2 separate regions of the Danio rerio genome follow, and region 2 is linked to region 1. A link is a contact called in public Micro-C data. All regions are on one chromosome and are shown on one strand. The core of a region is the stretch at or near the end of the contact, and the rest is flanking DNA. Distances in the headings are between cores, read along the strand shown.

Region 1 (7,225 bases), core at 1,417-3,916:
CACATCCCAGAAATAACACCAAAAGCACGTTTACACCAATTGTGACCGTTGATGTTGTGTATGAGTAGCCCACTGGGCCTGGGTGTACTGGGACAAACACACACTCTGTACTAAAACTGCTAGCAGCGGGCTATTAGCCTCTCCAGATAGTCAAACAATAGCTCCTACCAATTAAAATCAACCATTAAAACAGGCGTAAACAGCGCCACTTACCTCTATACAAAACGGAAAACTATCCCTCGCTGACTTTACCCCCTTTCCAAGGTACGGTTTTCGACGACAGAAGTAGAAAAGTATTGGGGAAGCGAGTGAACGTCAGCGGAGGCTTGTGTGAAACTGACAGTCACACACACAAACCCAACAGAGAGGCCCAGTGCTTTAGCCTCCCCGCTAACTGACGGAGATTTCGACGATTCCGCTTTAAATCTACGAGAATACTCACGCGACTTTCAGAATCACGCGTTAAACGGCACGGCGGACTAAACGTAGCGCGAGGACATTTTATTTAACGGTTATATATGACACGTATTCCTCGCCGTTTGCCCTCGGGTGCGAGTCCCCATTCCTGCCTATCCGCGGCGTCCATTAGAGCGCTGCTATGTGTGTGTATGTGTATGCGAACAGCACTGCTGCTACGCGAGCGCGCACACACGCACGCACGTTTCGACATTTTACGACATCCCCGTATCCTTGACGACTTGTCGAGATAACAACAATAACAACAACAACCCCGAAGGCCGTTGCAAATTAGATAGATAAACCCATTAATGATTATATTGTTTTATCGACGAATCTTGTGAATATGTACTGATATTTTATTATGTGTATGTGTTTTTTTTTTCTTGATCAATGTGATGTGTTGTATCAGAGAGTTGGTCGGCTCGCGCTCTCTAGTGGCAGAATGTGGTAACACTCACGTGTATTCATGAATATGAATGTAAACTGAAGGTACACTATCAGCTTGTTTGTTGATTTGTGTTGCTTTGTTATTTATATATAAACAATGTAAATGTTTGCATGAAAACAATTCAAGTTTATTTGTAAAGCAATATTTAATAATACGTACAAAAAACAATTAATGATACCTTTCAAAATAATTATCCTTCCAAAGCCGCTTTACAAAAAGTGCACTTTATGACATTACAGTCTAAATAAGAAAAGTTTTTAGTGTATAGGGTGGACAGTAGTTTACCTGCAGTTATACAGCATCGTCCTTTCCAAAAAGGTGATATCTATGTGTGCAACACATTTTCAATGAAGTGTAGCTTATTTGTAAACAAGGATATAAATAACTGACCATAATAACAACAACCGTATGTTTAAATCAATATTTTCATTTTTTTTTATAGTTTTCAGAAGTTAAAAGTGACAAATCCATTACAAATATAGTAATTTATGTGTTAATTTTATGTAGGCTATCAGCCCACAATCTAAACCGAGGGTTTTCCTACATATGGCCATCCTTGTACAAGGCGCCTTGTTTATACCTTTAAAAAATGACATTATAAAATGTATAAAACATAGTTTGGAATATATTTTTTTGGAATATTTTATATTTAAATTCTTGTAATGTTTAATGTTAAATTACACACATTTAAAGATATGGTGTTGATTTATTGATTATTTGATTTACTTCATGAATTGTTAATCTATTTTAGTCCTTTTTGTATTTGTTTTCTTTGATATTATTTATTTTAGATTTTACACTAGTGAAAACTGTTTACCAAAATCTCGTTCTAAAGTGTGCACTTCAGCAGATTAAGGCAGCATGTACTCAGCAAGTACTTTTCTTTTACAGCACACTGTTTCCTTAATTCCTTAATTAATTTCCTTAATTTGTATTTTAACTTTTTTAAAGTCACTTGCCTTAAAAGGCAGTTAAAAGTTTTAATTTGTCCCAAACTTAAATCAACAAACAAACAAATGTATAAATCTATGATTACTTTGAACTCTACCTTGGCTCCAACCCATATTTTTTTGAGGCGAACAGAAAGAATATACTTTTTTTTTTTTTTTTTTTTTTTTTGATCACCAGATGGCAATTTTCCCCTAAAATTTAAGTCAATGTCACGGTCAACTTTGTTTTTTTTTTTATTAAATAATATTTATACTCTGTAACTTTTCAAATTATTTGTGATTCACAGAATAAAGAGGCGTTGTTGCAGGCTTATTTTATTCACAATTCTTTTGCCAATTAAAATATTTCACATGTGGTATAAGAATGAGGTTTGTGTTTAACAATTATTTTACAATCATTTTTAGGTCTTGGGGTATTCATACGCAAGCCTTCCAACTTTCTCTGATGATGAGAACATTGATTTTTTTTATATGTCCTGTCTTTAGATAGCAATGGTTTTTGGAACAGTGTCAACATCATATTATACTTTATCCCTATTTTTTTTACAGTCTATGATCCCTAGCCTACTTGCAGTTACAACTTCAATCGTTCTCGGATGAATAAATGACGTTTATTACAGACAGAGCTACATGTGAAACCGGAGATGAGGGATGATTGATAAGCGCCGCCTCTCTTTTCATCCAATCGAACTCTAGTATTTCCCGAGCCAGTGACCAATCAGAGAACGCAGAGCGGTATTTGAATCACCAGCAGGCCTTTGTACTGTATACGCACGGCTTGTTATTAGTTGAGTTGGACGAGAAACGCCAAACAAAGCTAAACGGCATTTTAAATTTTTTTATTTAATTTAACCGAGGCATCACCAAAAAGAATATTCATCATGGAAATGCACGCTCTGGTGAGTATTTGGAGAAGAAAAGAGCGTTTGCGCGTAACCTCTTCGATGTGTAGCATCCAAACAGCGTTACTGTTGTTATCCTAGCATGCTAATGTTTGTATTGAAATGGCTTGTATGTAAACTTCTTGTTTTAAGTATATATGTTTTTAACACAGCGCAATGCAAGCAATCCCATTTACGTCGGTGCCAAAGGTGGACCAGTAAGCGGTGCAGTGAGAAGACCAGTGTTTGGCGAACTGTCTAATCTTTCCCACAAACCAGTTCAGACAAAGGTTCGTGTCTTTTATTTGGCACCAAGCAGCTTATGAACGTAAACAACAACGTGCTGCCACACTCCTTTGTTTCCTTTTTACAGAAGGTTGTACCTATGCAAAGTGTAAAACCCACTGGCCGGTCAGCTGTCGTGCACCCCAAAAGTGCCCAGGTCCAGCACGAGGCCCCAAAGCCTGCCGCTACTGTGCCTCCTGCTCAAGCTGATGTGAGCATGAAGGAAGAGGAACTGTGTCAAGCCTTTTCCAACAGCCTCTTTCCAGTAGACGACATCGACGAAGGAGATGCTGACATGCCTCAGTTGTGCTCTGAATATGTTAAGGACATTTATTCCTATCTGAGGCGCCTTGAGGTACATGAGGCTTTTTATTTATGTGGCACATTTTGTGAAAGTTCTTGCTTTCTACAGCTGTGCTTTGGTTGCAGGGTCAGCAGTCTGTCCGTCCCCGTTATATGGAAGGATATGATATCAATGGGAGAATGCGGGCTCTCCTGGTTGACTGGCTGATTCAGGTGCACTCAAGATTTCAGCTGCTGCAGGAGACCTTGTACATGACTGTTGCCATTCTTGATCGCTTCCTCCAGGTAAGAATCAGGTTTTGCTAAAGCTATATTTGGCTTTGTGGTTAAACCTTTTTTCCCCCTCTAGTAAAGTCTAGATGGATACAGTTGATGAGCACTTCAATATAGCATATTTGTAACGCAGTATAACAATAATTAATATTTTTATGGTACTATGACTGTAGGGGTGGTGAAGGTGTTAATAAAATACAATTTGTTGGTTTGTTTTAATAAACAACAAAAATAATACTCTGTACAACTACTGTTTTTACATTACTGTGACTGTAGGGGTAAATGTGAATAAATTAAGTGGGAAATTTAAGATATAATAAAAACATATATTCTTCGTCTGAAGGTGTATCTGATCTAAAAACAACCCTCCCCTTCCTCTAACTTGACCACATCCTTACCTCATCTGTTTGTGGATCCATAAATATATTGACTAGTCATTCCTTAAATCATTCCACTTTGGTGGAGATCAACACACCTACAGCAGTTTTTAGACCCGTTTAAGTCCTAGTTGGCCTTAACCAAGTGACTGTGCATGATGATTCTTGGATAACTGTCAACTATTTTGTTTTCTAGGCTAAAATCCATCCAGAATTTATCTTGTCACTTCTTTTTATTATTATTATTCTCACAGTTGTAAACGATTGCTCATTCTACACTATTTTTCATCACTTTTTTTTTCAGTTTATTTTTGTTTAAATTTTTCTCTGTGATCCTGTTATAAGTTTTAATTTACTTTGCAGCAATTTGTATTTTGAATTCAACATTCTGCTAATTCTCTAGCCACCTAATGGCCAGAAATACGAATTTTAGGTGGAAGCTGTTATAGCCCCCTATTTGTTCTCATCCCTAGGTTCAGCCTGTGACCCGTAGAAAACTTCAGCTGGTGGGTGTCACTGCCATGTTGATTGCTTGTAAATATGAAGAAATGTATGTGCCAATGGTTGGGGACTTCGCCTACATCGCTGATGATGCCTTCACAAAAGCTCAGATCCGTGAGATGGAGATGCTAATGCTCAGCGGGCTGAACTTTAAGCTTGGCCGTCCTCTGCCTCTGCACTTCTTACGGAGAGCTTCAAAGGCTGGGAATGTAAGTGCTGATTTTTGTGATCCCTGATGGAATTTGTGTGATCTTCAGAAGATAACGCTTGCCTTTTTTCCATCTGATTTCAAGGCGGATGCGGAGAAGCACACACTTGCTAAATATTTTCTTGAACTGACACTACTTGACTATGACATGGTCCACTACAACCCATCTGAGACTGCAGCTGCTGCTCTCTGCCTCTCTCAACTAGTGCTTGATGGACAGAAATGGGTAAATGTTTATTTATTTTTTCCTGCACATGACTTTCTTTATGAACTGTGAGTTTCAGTTGTAAACTTGAAATTAAACCATTTCATACTTTAAGTTTGCTCTACAAATAAGTGAAAGCTAAGCAAGGCATGTTTGGCTTTGAGCTTTAAGGTTTTTATGAAAATTTAATGTTACACTTGGCATTTTGTCATGGCCATAGTGTCATTATGCCTAAAGCATTCTCATTTTTTTTTGTCTTTCTGCAGCAAAATTATTATTATTTTTCAGCATAATGATCTGCTGGATGTAATTTAATACAAAGTTTCCTATACTATTTGACCAGTGAATGGTGGAAAATGCTACCTCTTACCTGGTTTTATTTAGACTCTTAATTGACTGTCTAATGGAAGTTGTATTTGAAGCAAAGCATCATGGATAAAAGATGGCTATTCGCCCCTTTACTATTGAATTTTTTTTTTTTTTCTTTCCCCCTCTTTCAGTCATCAACTCAGCAACACTACTCCACCTATGATGAGGCTCACCTTAAGCCCATCATGCAGCTTATTGCCAAAAATGTGGTTATGGTCAATGAAGGGCTCTCAAAGCATCTGGTAGGCACCATCTTATTATTATTATTATTTATTTATTTTTATTTTTTTTTAATTTGCTGGATATTCTGTTCATGATCATGTGTATGTACAGACGGTGAGGAAGAAATACGCAAGCAGCAGACTCATGAAGATCAGTCTGCTTCCACAGCTCAAGTCCTCACTGGTGAAGGATCTGGCCGCTCCTTTGATGCCCAGCTCTTGAGGTCTTTCGTGAGGGAACAGACACTAAACCTGCACTTTATTTTTATTTCAGCCATTGTGAGAGATGGACTGCTGCTTTTAAACTGATGTACATACTGTCTGTATAAATAAAACACTTTCTACTTTTTATGGAGATTACATTTTTAAGATTAGGGTCTAAATTGGCTTTTACGTTTTCATGAACTTGCAGGATCTGTATTTTGACCTGTTAAAGGAACTTGAATTCATTAAAATCCAAAGATTCAGTACTACTTTGTCCTGTGCTTGTGGGGTTCTTCCTTTTCTCTTAAAATATACTTTAAAGGAATTAATCAGGCAACTACTTGTCTTGCCAAATTATGCTTTATGAATGTCTACACCTACCTAAACTCAACCTCACAGTAACCTGTTGTGTTTTATTAATGTCTAGACCAGGGATGTCCAAGCTTGGTCCTGGAGGACTGGTGTCCTGAAAAGTTTAGCTCCAACCCTAATCAAACACACCTGAACCAGCTAATCAAGATCTTACTAGATCAGGGGTCACCAGTCTCGTTCCTGGAAGTCCGGTGCCTTGCAGGGTTTAGCTCCAACTTGCCTCAACACCTGCCTGGGTGTTTCAGGTATACCTAGTAAAGCTGCGGTCACATTAGAGTTTGAGTTTGCGATTTATTCTGTCATGTGGTGCTGCGAAAAAGGGTGGGATTAAACAGGATGATTAGACATTTTAAAAAGCGAGCGACTGCTCCATGTTTTAAATTTCTGTCCAGAAAGGTCATGTTTTGATCCTCAATTGGTCTCCATGCAGTCAAGTGATGCGATTCAAAGGTTAGAGTTCACCAAGCTTGAACTTTGCACCGCAGCAATGTGCGAAACTTGACGCATGACCCTGTGTTTCCGGTCTGACTCATTTGCGTGCGTATGAATGGAAGTCTATGGGAGGAAAAGCCACAGCTTAAGACCTTGATTAGCTTGTTCAACTGTGTTTGATTAGGGTTGGAGCTAAAATCTGCAGGACACCGGACCTCCAAGAACAAGTTTGGTGATCCCTGGTTTAGACCTACCCCAACCCTAAACCCAACCTCACAGTAGCCTGATGTGTTTTATTAATGTCTACACCACCTAAATCCAACCTACTTGTGGCATAAATCCCTCCCACTTGGAGGTCACCCAAACAACTTGTGGGGTAACCCCTCCCATTTTTAGGTCTCCAGGCTTTAAGTTTTTGGGAGGAAAAGCCCAGTGTGACTGCAGCTTTACATACAAAACAAATTGATTGGCTGTCTTCCCAAATTAACTTCCAGATAGAAGATTTCTTATTGGTTGAATCCAAATGACTTTAAATGCATCATACAGAAACATTCGAGCAGTGATTACAAGTGTGAAGTTTTGAATTTGTGTATTAGAAAAGGGAGCCTCATCAGTAGGATAGTATGCAAACATCACCAACGACTAAAAAAAATATTCATAAGAAATTATGGGAACAACTTCTGTACTTCCAGAAACTTCCAAGAAAGTATCTTGGATTGAGCCGCTGATTCTTATAA
Region 2 (7,225 bases), core at 3,512-6,011, 140 kb after region 1:
TTGTCTTCTTTTGGGCCCACTTCTTATTCTTTAAATTTTTGAAGGCCCACTCATCTGACATTTTCTTTAAAATGTTTGTATGAAATGGTCGTTTAAACCTTTATTTTTGTTTTCGCCTTCTGTTATTTTCTATTACTGATATTCAATTTTTAAAAATATAATTAAATTTAAATAAATAAATAAATATATATTTATATATATTTATGTATATATATATATATATATATATATTTATTTATAACTAAAGCTATGAAATATATATTAAATATATTAAAACAAAACAAAAAATTATATAGAATAAAAAACACAGGTTCAAAGAGAACCACAGGTCAACAGGGAGATTGCAAAAGACCAGCTTCTGCTTTAAACTAGACTGACTTATTATAAACTATTTAATATCTACTATTCAAAAATATACAGACAAATGTAAAATACAGTTAAACGCATCAACCAGAGCACGTCTGAAGCTCATATACAAGTTTATTTTACATTCTATGGCAGAAACATCATTGAGCCTCCGTTATGAAAACGTGTCCGTTATGAAACACTCACATGACATTAATTTGGACAACTATGTGGATATGTTAAATAGTTCACGCAAAGAGAGACTTTCCCTTTGACTTCAAGCGTAGTTTGTGAATGAACAGACTAACGTGTACAAGTTGCAGACGCACAGTAAGCAATCAGAGAACAGGAGAACGTGCATTACTTCAACCATTTTAATATAGCTATTAATGATGAAATTCTAAAATTATACTATAATATTGAGAGTTGATTTTAATCTATCTCTCGGCCCACCTGCAGTATAGCTGAAGCTCTCTATTTGGCCCACCAGTTGAGAATCCCTGCCCTAGAAGATTGCTTATCTTTCTTAGTACACAATGTAATTACAGAAGAGTCTAGAATTAAATTGGAAAATTATTAAAACTCTTTGGACTTTTTTGAGTGAGATGCTAATGGTCTAATCCGATTCAATGATTTATGCTAAGCTAAAAGGGATTGGCTGAATGGATAAAAGAACGGTAAAACAACTCTTTAACTGTAGTGTTTTGTTTAAGTGTTCCTTAAATAAAACAGTAATAATTCTTTTCTAAAAATACATATATTTGATGAAGCACTCTCGAGAGTTATTTTCCCAAATATTATTTCTCTGCTGTTGAAAATGTTGCCATGTTGTGATTATCTTTGCTTGCTCATCTCAGATCTTTTGGCTTTTGAGCCTAGTAGGCATGCCAAATCTGCTCAGACCCATAGATGCCGGATGTCAGAGTCTGTATTTTATTATTTAGTAAGCAGTGGTTAAAACTTTTCTATTTCTGCAGGATTTCCAGTGCCATCACTAAGAGCCACCCACTGCGCAGTGATGTCTTCAAGTCGGATTTAGACAAAAACCTCCCCAACATCCAGGATATTCAAGCTGCTCTTCTTAAACTGCGACAGATCTGCGTTATAGGTAATCAATACACTTTTGGAGAAGGAAAGACTGCGGCACACACTCAACTAAATAAGACTTTAACTGTAGGAAATCCTCTCAGGCTTAACACTGGGCTACAGTAAGGGCCAGGAATGTTTTTGGTTATTTCAGGAATCCCACATACTGCTTCCTGGTGCCATTGAAAACATGTTAGCTGGAAATACACTTTTAAAACATAGCTTAGGTCTATACAATGTTCCAAATAAGCTAAGCTGTCTGATGGTGTAATCATATGTTTATTGCCTCCTGCCTCACTCTGGCTCTAATGTGCCTTTTTGCTCACTTTTGTATAAATATGCAGAGTCATTTGAGGAGTCTGAAGAGAAATGGCTTTCATCCTTAGAGAGTTCAAGATGGATGGAGTATGTCAGGTATGATTGAGGAGTGTTCAGTAGTAGCTTCTGCCAGAAATGGTTTCTGTTTTTGCATGCTTAGGTGTTTATTTAGGCCTCAACAGTTTTGAGATTGTTGTGGTATGTTTTTCGTTTAACAGGACATTTTTGCGGCACGCAGTAGAGGTAGTCTATATGCTGGAGAGCAGGCATGTGTCTGTCATACTCCTTGGTAAGAAGCACTTTGTACACACACATTTATGATGTATATGATAAATATTTTAGTTACTTGTACTTGCAACTTCTCAGTGTTTATTTAAAATATCTTAGTTTAACCATGGAATGACATGAGGGAATGATGACAGACATTTCATAACTGAGTGAACTTACTTAAAGACAAACATGTAATCCGTTTAAGTCTTATTTTGTCTATATGTGTTTGCATGTGCAGAGAAGGAGGACCGGGACCTGAGCTGTGTGATTTCCAGTCTGGTGCAGCTGATGTGTGATCCACACTGCAGGAGTCTGCATGGCTTCCAGGCTCTGATTCAAAAGGAGTGGGTGATGGCTGGGCATCGTTTCCTGGATCGCTGCAACCATCTGAAGAAGAGTGATAAAGAGGAGGTAGTGCAGCGCATATATACTGTATATCAAATGTATTTCAGCATCATATTTGTTCATCTATAAAGGGGCTTTCAGATGTGTGAACTCAAGGTGTTTTATTTCTCTCTGCAGTCTCCTTTGTTTCTGCTGTTCCTCGACTGTGTGTGGCAGCTGTGGAATCAGTATCCAGCAGCGTTTGAGTTCACTGAGGTCTACCTGACAGTGTTGGGGGACAGTATGTGGGTCCCTGTTTTCAGCACCTTCCTCTTTAACTGCCCGCGACAAAGAGCAGAGCACAGCAGGGTTAGATGCTTATGTTTTGACAATTCTTTTTATAGAATTATATTACAGCTTTATTCCATCATATACCATCTTTGTTTGCTGATTAATTCATCATCGTATAAAAATGCACTTACTGTGCACATGCATGTGTTTACATTGTACTTGTATTTAAAAATACGTCTACATGTAATTACATCTGTAACTAATAACGCCATTGATCATACTCCAAACAGTTAACTCTTTTTAAACTTAATGATTTCATTAACCTGTCCCTGACCTTAAATGGCGGCAAAAGTGTTTGGTAATACAACATTAATATAATTCTACCATAAGTTAAAAAGTAGCTATAAATATATAAATATAAAAATATATTCAAAATTGTTTACTATTTGCAATTTTCTCCTATACAAAATCCCTCAATCAATGTTGTAAACCAGCAGCCATTGACATCCGTAGAAAGAGTAAGAAATAGAATAGGTATGGAAAGTATTCAGACCCCCTTAAATTTTTAAAAATTTGTACTACTAAATTTTGTTATATTATTTTGTACTATTGTTAAATTATTTAAGGTGTTTTTTCCTCATTCATTTACACACAGCACTCCATATTGACAGAAAAACACAGAGTTGTGGACATTTTGCAGATTTATTAAAAAAAGAAAAACTTAAACCCAATTAAGCAAAGAGTCTGAATAATAAGGACTAGTAATATTTAAGTCAGGGCTCTGGCTGGGCCATTGAAGAACAGTCACAGAGTTGTTGTGAAGCCACAGTTATTTTAGCTGTGTGCTTAGGGTCATTGTCATGTTGGAAGGTAAACCTTCGGCCCAGTCTAAGGTCCTGAGCCCTCTGGAGAAGGTTTTCCTCCAGGATATCCCTGTACTTGGCCACATTCATCTTTCTCTCGATTGCAACCAGTCGTCCTGTCCATGCAGCTGAAAAACACACCCTCAGCATGATGCTGCCACCACCATGCTTTACTGTTGAGACTTTATTGGACAGGTGATGAGCAGTGCCTGGTTTTCTCCACACATACCGCTTATAATTAATGGCAAAAAGCTCTATCTTGGTCTCCTCAGATCAGAGAATCTTATTTCTCACCATCTTGAGCTTGTTTTTTTTTAGCAAACTCTATGCAGGGTTTCATGTGTCAGGCCACTCTACCATAAAGCCCCGACTGGTGGAGGGCTGCAATGAAGGTTAACTTTTTACAACATTCTCCCATTTCCCGACTGCATCTCTGGAGCTCAGCCACAGTACTGGTCTTTGGGTTCTTCTTTACCTCTCTCACCAATGCTTTTCTGCCCCAGACGGCCAGCTCTAGGAAGGGTGATCAGAAGAAATGGACTGAGTTAAATATATGAGTGTCAAAACAAAGGGTCTGAATACTTAGGACCATGTGATATTTCAGTTTTTCATGTTTAATAAGTCTGCAAAAATGTCAACAATTCTGTGTTTTTCTGTCAATATGGGGTGCTGTGTGTAAATTAATGAGGAAAAATGACCTTAAATGATTTAGCTAATGGCTGCAATATATCACAGAGTGAAAACTTTAAGGGAGTTTGAAAACTCTCCTCACCTACTGTATATATTATAGAATGTAGAACGTTTTGCTTTCCAACATTATTTTTTATATCTTTCTTTGTGTTAAACAGAAAAAAAAGGTTAAACAGGTTTAGAAATAGAGTATGGTGAGCAAATAATGACGGAACTACCCCTTTAAAGAGTTTAGTAGTAAACATAACCTGCAAATATGTACTCTAATTTCCACTTGTATTGTCTGTGTTACATATTCTTTTAAGCATTTATAATAATTGTTTTATTATTAGCTGTCTTAATATATACATTTAGACTGGTTTGGTTCGTTTGTCATCCACTTTCTCTCTGTAGGATTTTGCAAGCAGTAAAAGTATTCACCTGGGGCAGGACCAGGCTCTGCGTTTTCCTCCAGTGTGGGACTGGTCTCAACAGTTCAGCCTCAAAGACCAGACTCTTTTTAATAATCCCCTGTACGTGGGCAAGATCGCCACCTGTTTGCAGAACGGCACAGTGAAGACCTTCACACACAGGCGCAGCAAGGTGAGCTCCCTGTGGCCACGCCACAGCATATTTCAGTTGTCAATCCTTTTTATACCAAAGAAGAGTGACATTCTCATTCAATTACTAACAACCACATTCAGAAGAGTTCTAGGAAGCGTGTATGTAACTCAGGTGAAAAACTAGTTGTTAATGATGTATTTGACCATGGATGTGTCTGACTTTTGTATGTGAGGTGAATGAAAATGAGACTTTATTTACTATTTACTGGGTTGTTTATAGCATCAAGCTAAGCCTAAGTGAAAAGCAAAAGTGGACATGGCAACAGCATGTTCTGCTAAAAAACCCTACAACCACAAAACACTACAGTTCTGTCACTGCACTGGCGGTCTGCTTTAACATAATGAGTGTTTGGTTGCTAATATCAGTGTTGTGCATAATAAACACACCAGATTGCAGATTGTTGCTGTGGTTACCACAGTGTCAGTCATTGCTATTTTAGGAAGAAGTCATTTATTGCATGCCGCACACATACACACACTTTTGTTTTTGTGAATTTTGGGGACATTCCATTGGCATAACTGTTTTAATACTGTACAAACATCACCTAATCATCACTAAAAACATTCTGCAGTTTTATTTTCCTCAATAAAACTCTGTAATTTCTGTATTTTTTATTAGTCTTTTGAAAAAGAGAAACATGTTGCTATTTACTCATGAATCAGTATCTGTTTGTAATACCCGTGTCAGACCAATGTCATTATACATTTTTGTATCCACATACGTCACAAAATCAGACAACTACAAACACACCGAAATGTAAGATTTGAGTTGTCATTCAGTTTTAGCATATTTGATGTCATAACATTTCGTAAATGGTACAAGAAAAGCTCATAAAGGGTTCATAAAAGGTTTAATTTGGTGATTGAAAAAGATATTTACAAAATGCCATAATGTAAAAGTCTGGTCTACTTATGACTTATACCAGGATTTACCTTATAGTGGTTATATCACCAGCAAACTCTGGGGAACAGTTATATTTCTGCTGTTCCATTATTGTCTTCTACTGACAACTTTTTTTGACCAATGCACAAATCAGTATTGTAAGGACAATTATCAAATTTGCAATCGTTTGTGAATTTGACTCACCACCTTTTTTTTTTTTTTTAATTTACAGGTCTTAAAGAGATAGTTCACCCAAAAATAAAAATTCTTCTCCACTCAAACCTTGTTTGAGTTTCTTTCTTTTGTTCAACACAATGAAAGATATACTGAAGAATGCAGGAGTAAACAGCTATTGATTCCATATTATTTTATGTTTCTATTTAAGTCAATGGCTGCTTTTTAAAGCAGGTTTCTTGAAACTGCTGCAGTCGCTGGTCAACGAGATTGGCATTTGCTGCCAGAGAGCCAATACATTGCCTGCATCGTTAACAGTGGAATTGATGCTATCCAATGTTGAAGCGAGTGACTCAAATGAAGACATCGCTCAACAGGGCCTTCAGGATTGTGCTAATGTCAGCCATTGTTATGCTAGATGTTAACGAAAGTTCCTTGTCTTTTTCTGATATTTTCCTTTGGCTTTTGACATGGCAGAGCAATTAAATTAACTGCAATAAGTTCTGAAAGCTGCCAATAACCCTATAACTGCAAATAACGATGTCTAGTTAGACGATTATAAGTGAAACTGCAGGAGCAAGCGGAGCACTCGACTACACTGGACGCCTCATAACTGAAAGTCCGGCTGCTTTTTTGACAACATTCTTCAGAATATCTTGTATTGTGTTTAACAGAAGAAAGACAGTTTAGAACCACTGGAGTGTAAGTAAATATTAATGAGATATTAGCTTGAACTGCCCCTTTTAAGAATCATTAACTCAGATTTATACTCTATATTCAGTAGTCAATATGCAGATGATTTGGTTGTATTATAAACAATGATAGCAGAATGCAAATTGAAACGAGGAGTATAAACATTTTTATTTTGCTTCTGTCCCAGAAAAACTACAGTTCCACTGTGCGTGGTTTGCCTTCACTCATGCGCAATGGATCTCTTGGGCCGAACGACACCCTGACCCGCCGAAACTCTCTTGTGCTGCGTCTGCGTTCTGACTTGTCTCAGGTGCGGGAGCAGCCGGAGACTCCGTCAGAGCGCTTCGTTCGGGACTTCTTTTCTCGGGCTGTCGATCTGCAAGGCCTGCTGCTCCCCCAGCTCCTCCCATCTCACCTCTCCGTCTGGAAGCTGTACTTCCTACGCTGGGTCCCCGAGGCCCAGATCCCACACGGCGGGCCTGTCACTGCCTTCCACAAGCTCTCAGTGCTCACAGACGAGATCGAAATGCTCCAGAATCAGCTGAGGCAGTACAAAGGAGCAGCCGGGACTGCTAACACATCCCACGCGGAGCACAGCAAAATGTACTTTAAGGCCACTTCCACTCCTCAGCAGTGCCCTGCTCCTCCAGAATACCTCAGCTCCTCGTTTCCCTTCTCTCCTGTGG

Evidence for each region. Hi-C and Micro-C count contacts between places; a contact is called where the count stands out from the background.
Region 2: a contact with region 1 is called in a Micro-C map of caudal fin, with 2.9 times the contacts expected there. The contact joins the enhancer-like site here to the promoter of ccnb2 in region 1. A contact is called at or near these places in 2 of 18 Hi-C or Micro-C datasets (caudal fin and hematopoietic stem cells).

Annotation. Positions count from the first base shown.
Region 1 is chr7:30,590,068-30,597,292 of GRCz12tu, forward strand. It overlaps ccnb2 (cyclin B2), which reads left to right and starts at 2,667. Exons shown (of 8, transcript NM_199430.1): 1 at 2,667-2,756; 2 at 2,912-3,028; 3 at 3,112-3,378; 4 at 3,453-3,611; 5 at 4,450-4,686; 6 at 4,771-4,911; 7 at 5,391-5,501; 8 at 5,593-5,950. The coding sequence starts at 2,739. The coding sequence ends at 5,703. It overlaps myo1ea (myosin IEa), which reads right to left. Exons shown (of 28, transcript XM_677757.11): 28 at 7,061-7,225. It also overlaps a transcript of rnf111 not described here.
Region 2 is chr7:30,725,285-30,732,509 of GRCz12tu, forward strand. It overlaps mtmr10 (myotubularin related protein 10), which reads left to right. Exons shown (of 16, transcript NM_001077597.2): 10 at 1,323-1,453; 11 at 1,776-1,845; 12 at 1,968-2,038; 13 at 2,258-2,430; 14 at 2,581-2,712; 15 at 4,581-4,769; 16 at 6,727-7,225. Among named protein-coding and RNA genes, the nearest start is that of mphosph10, 15 kb to the right of the region's middle. Within about 2 kb of position 4,762, at least 2 of the 62 cell types and tissues checked have an H3K27ac peak or open chromatin away from gene starts, as enhancers often do. A contact at or near this core is called in caudal fin, where this site is marked.